Regions from separate parts of the Muntiacus reevesi genome. Here region 1 is linked to region 2. The links are chromatin contacts, called in public Hi-C maps. All regions are on one chromosome and are shown on one strand. The core of a region is the stretch at or near the end of the contact, and the rest is flanking DNA. Distances in the headings are between cores, read along the strand shown.

Region 1 (2,700 bases), core at 188-2,687, 240 kb before region 2:
ATCCTAAAATGTATATGGAGCCATAAAAGACCCAGAAGTGCCAAAGCAATGCTGAGAAAAAGAACAAAGCTGGAGGCATAACCCTCTCAGACTTCAGAAAAACTACAAAGCTGCAGAAATCAAAAGAGTGTGGTATTGGCACAAAAACCATGAGGGTGTGGAGAAAACGAAACCCTTGTACAGTGTTGGTGGTGTAAATGTAACTGTGGGAAAGAGTATGGAGGCATCTCAAAAATCTAAAAATTGCCATATGACCCAGTAATTCCACTCCTGGATTTATATACAAACAAATCAAAAAAACACTAATTAGAAAAGATACATGCACCTCAATATTCATAGCAGCATTATTTATAATTGCCAAGATGTGGAAGCAACCTAAGTGCCCATCAATAGATAAATATATAAAGACTATATAAATACAATGGAATACTACTCAACCATAAAAAAGAATGAAATTTTTTTATCATTTGCAGCAAGGTGGATGGACTTGGAGAGAACTATACTAGCAAAATAAGTCAGACAGAAAAAGATAATATATATCACATATGTAAAATATACATCTGCATATATCACAGATGTAAAACCTAAAAAATAAAACAAACTTGTTAGTATAACAAAAAGAAATAGACTCATAGATATAGAGAACAAACTAGTGATTACCAGTGGGGAGAAGGGAGGGAGAGGAGCAAGTTAGGGGTAGGGAACTTACAGGTAGAAACTACTATAAATAAAATAGATAAGCTATAAGGATATATTGTATAGAATAGGGAATATACTTATAACAACAGAGCATTTTATAATAATTATAAATGTAGTATAACCTTTAAAAATTGTGAAATATGTGTACACCTGAAACATATTGTAAATCAACTATATCTCAATTTAAAAATTGAGACTGAAATGTCCTAAAGGAGATCAGTCCTGGGAGTTCATTGGAAGGACTGATGTTGAAGCTGAAACTCCAATACTTTAGCCACCTCATGCAAAGAGCTGACTCATTTGAAAAGACCCTGATGCTGGGAAAGATTGAGGCAGGAGAAGGGGACGACTGAGGATGAGATGGTTGGAAGTCATCACCGACTCAAAGGACATGGGTTTGGTTAGACTCCGGGAGTTGGTGATGGACAGGGAGGCCTGGCGTGCTGCGGTTCTTGGGGTCGCAAACAGTCGAACACGACTGAGCAACTTAACTGAACTGAACTGAGACTGAAATGGGCTCATTAAAAAGTTAAGGATGAGGCTCACATGAGATGTAAAGGCAAGCTTACTGCTACAGAGAGGAAAAAACGCCCCCTCCAAGCTCCGAGAGCTCCCAAGACTGGCAAAGATGCCTGGGAAATGGAGTCCCAGACCCTGAGGATACCCGAAGGCTTCTGGGAAGTGCAGTCCAAAGTCAGTCCGCCTCCTTCTGCGCAGCCTCAAAAGTCTCCGTGAAAGGAAGCCTTGAGAAGTCGTGCAGCGCCGTCCTTCCACCGGAAGTGTCCGATTGGAACCAGCCCTGTGGGAGAGGTGAGTCCGGGTCTGGGGACCCAGGTGTCCGGTCCTTTGTCTCCTTTAAACACCCAGTCCCTATCATGTTCCCTTCGGGATTGCAACATCCCTGTGACACTCTGGACCTGGGACCTCAGAGGAATCCCGAGGAAGTGTAGAACTAGGTTTGGCGTTGGGAAAGCGTTTGCGCCGCCCTATATCTGGAATGGATAGGAGTTTCCATAGTTACCCCGCCGCGCGTGACGTCATCGTTGAGCGGTGAGAGGGCGTGGTTTGGGGGACTACGGGCCTTCCTGCTGACTGAGATTTTTGGGGTCACTGGGAAAAGAAGTGACCTGACTCAGTTGGGCGAGGCGGGGAAGGGTGGCATCTGTCTCGGGCTGACTGCGTTCTGCCAGAAGAAACTGTCCCAGAGTCAGCCCCAGAGTCCTGCTCTCATCCTGGGAGGAGTAACCCGCGTTTTTTACGAAAAGTGGGACAGCTCCGGCATCCTCATGAAATTTATTCACATAGTAAATATTTAGTATTCCCTGTGTACTAGGGATGCCTGAAAACTAATATTGAAACGAGTATCGCGTTCCAGAATGAGAGACCAGACAGCAAAGCAAGCAAGTTAGCTGGAAGACCGGAAAATGCCTCTGTGAGAAACATAAGGTGCTGTGAGGGCCTTCGTCATCACGCACTGTGAATCCCCTGTTCCACTCTGTGACCTCTACTGGAGGTACAGCCCCGCATACCTCATACTTCTATTCCATGGTACACACCCGGAAGCTACCCATCCACTAAGAACCTACTCATTCAACAGGAAACCACAGTACCAGTTCTCCCGTGTAACTGATTACTCTTTACTCTCTTTACCAAACCTCCAATGTAACTAATCACTCCTTACTCTGTTGTAATATTTGTTTACATATTTGCTTAGCTAGTTTTGTAACGCTCCTCCTACACAGTGATTGTAAAGCACTAGATGCTCAAAAAATGTTTACTAGTTTAAGGTTATTAAGACATTTGAAACCCAGCTTTAGGGAGAATATATCAAGTCCTTGCAAATTAGATGATTTTTATCTAGAGTTGTGGGCTGTTTTAAGTGGATAAGAAGTGATTAAACATCTGAAGACAGAACTTTCAGCTATCTGAAAGTTAACATATGTTAACTTTCAGGTAACATATGTTGTAGAATGAGATAATGCCCATAAAGTATTAGGACAC
Region 2 (2,700 bases), core at 162-2,661:
TTTGTAGCTTAATACAGAAATACACGATCCTTCCACAAAAAAGACATAAATAGTTAGGACTACATTAACCAGCGTTCTGTGACACTCAGGCCCCTTTCTGATGCACCAGTCTTGTCAAGGATACATTTTGTGAAATAGTATTAGACTTCATTCTGGCCTAGAAATCCATAATTCACTTCTCAAGACACCACATCTATGTTCTCACCTGATATCCTGGCTCATCCAACTCTCTCTCTAAATCCTCCAGCACAGTCACCACCTCTTCCCCACTCTCTGGATGCTGTTCCTGGACCCAGGCTTGGAGCTCCTCAGGCAAGATGGTCAGGAATTGCTCCAGCACCAGCAGTTCCAGAATCTGCTCTTTGGTGTGGGTCTCTGGCTTCAGCCACTGATGGCAAAGTTCCCGGAGTCGGCTCAAAGCCTCTCGGGGCCCAGATGTTTCCTGGTAGCAGAACTGCCTGAAGTACTGTCGGAAGACCTCCCTGCTGTGGGTGTTGTTCTTTTGCAGGTTCTGATACTGCTTAGTGGTGTATTTATGCTCCTCCTCCAGCTCCTCTTCCTCTATCTTTACTTCCAAAAGTTCATCCTGGTCCTTGTTGGCCTGGATAGACCAAGTACCTGCCATCATTGCTATGCAAAAGCTTATCAATGCTTCAAGCAAGATCTCCCGTGTAGCTTCTTTCTGGTTAGAACTGAGGGAGAAGCTATCATCATTAACCCAAACTACACCATAAACAAAAATTGCAAATTCTAAGAATTTAAATTTGCACTTTGAAAGCTGCCTCCAGGGTAATCTACTATACTCAGAGAAGTGCTCTGATAAAGAAGATTCAATAGACTAATTTAAAGAAAAAGAATAAGTAAAAGGTGCTAAGTTGTTTCAGGATTTTCAGGACAAGGAAAGTAAGATTAAGAAGGAAATATTTCCACTTAGTAATAGAAAAAAAGGAGGATTAAAAGGAATAAACAAACAGAGCAAACAAATTATAACAAAAAGCTGAGACATCCTTGAGTAGTTGCTTTTTAAATTCTTTTAAAACTCAGATGATGCATAATGGGAAATTATTAAGTCATAAAAGCTGCAGTTACATGAATTTATTTCCGCAGGGACTTAATCTCTCTGCTCCTGATTCTTTATCAAGCGAAAAAGCTGGAGACATTGGTTTTTCAGGCCCTCTTCTACCCTAGTAACTGTAATTCTAAATATAAAGGGATGCTTGTAAAAGAGGCCCTAGGACGTGGGTCAGCGCCTGTGACCGACGAGTGTTCGGAAATGTCAGATGGCGCAGAATCAAGAAGGGTACACAGCGCGAGGCAAGCCCGGGAGGTATGAGGCGCACAGCCGGGTCTCTCCCTCATCCCGGGCTGTGACCCCCTCCTCAAAGGGCTGGGGGCTAGCTTCTGCCTCAAGTAGCTTCTCGCGGACCCACCTGGGCCAGTGAGCACCAGAGGACGCCCCACTCCAGCCTGGCCCGATGACGGCCAGCAACCCACCCGCCGGGTCCGCAGCAAAAGCTCGCCCAACCACAGCCCCAGGATGCCAGCAGAAGTTTCTCTACCCGATTCAAGGGGGTGAGGTCTCGAACGGTTTCGGAACCGGAACCCAACAAGAGCGACCCACAAAGGCCGGAAGCGGCCGAGTACGGAGCATCCGGTCATTTCCGCCGCCACTCTAGGAAGAGTGAGCTCGCTACTCGGTAGTTCTCCCGTGCGCTCTCCAGAGATGACTACGGAGGATTCACAGGCCCGCGGTTTCACGATACTTTTCGCCTTCTGCTAATCTTCCGCGATACTTTTCGCCTTCTGCTAATCTTCCGATTGCTAGTATCCCCATTCCTCCAAACTGATGGGTGGTCGAGGCATGGCGAGCCTCTCTGAGCTAGGTAAATCCTATGCTTTTTCACTCTCACGTTTATTTGGGTTTCAGCACCTTTGATATTAAAGATGTCTCAAAGGGATTTCTCCCGAGGTCCTTCCAGACTCAGGAGGGGACCTCTTCTACACACTTCTCAAGGGTCAACCTGGCAGTTTCTGCTTACTTTTTCACTTTCTACAATTCCCTTTTATGCGCTAATGATAATGGGTATACATCTGAAAACCCATAGAGTTCAATGGGAAAACTAAAAGATAATTTAGTAAACTAGCAAAAATATAAAATTAACACACTGAAAACAGTACTTTCCTATGTGCAAATAACCAGTGATAAAAGGTACAACATATAATGGAAAAGAATACCTAATTTATAATAGTAACAGCAGCAGCAGCAACAAGAGGAAGAAAGAAAATAAGTGGGACTAACCGTAGGAAAAAATTGCAAAACCTGTATGGGGAAAACCTCCTGAAAGGCCAAATGTATAGTTAGACAAATAGAAAACCACATGCTAAAAAGACTGCTGAGAGTCTTGGTTCAAAAGACTCAATGAAGAAGTCAATCTTCCAAAATAAAAGTATCAACAAACACTGTTCTAGAGTTAGACAAATTGGTTATAAAGTTCATATGGGAAAATAAGAATAGCCATGATACTCTCTGAAGAGCAATAGTGAGGGACATACTAATCAGATATCACCACAAGTTATAAAGTCCCTACAATTGAGTGTGATACTGTGTAAGAACAGACAGAAATAGACCACACCCCAGGATTCTTGCCTGGAGAATCTCATGGACAGAGGAGTCTGGCAGGTTACAGTCCATTGGGTCAC

Evidence for each region. A called contact is a pair of places that touch in the nucleus more often than the background predicts.
Region 1: a contact with region 2 is called in a Hi-C map of blood, with 2.9 times the contacts expected there. The contact joins the promoter of ZNF165 here to the promoter of ZSCAN12 in region 2. A contact is called at or near these places in 2 of 3 Hi-C or Micro-C datasets (blood and muscle).

Annotation. Positions count from the first base shown.
Region 1 is chr20:31,446,456-31,449,155 of mMunRee1.1, reverse strand. ZNF165 (zinc finger protein 165) reads left to right here and starts at 1,437. Exons shown (of 4, transcript XM_065912015.1): 1 at 1,437-1,509.
Region 2 is chr20:31,207,027-31,209,726 of mMunRee1.1, reverse strand. It overlaps ZSCAN12 (zinc finger and SCAN domain containing 12), which reads right to left and starts at 1,411. Exons shown (of 5, transcript XR_010660005.1): 1 at 206-1,411.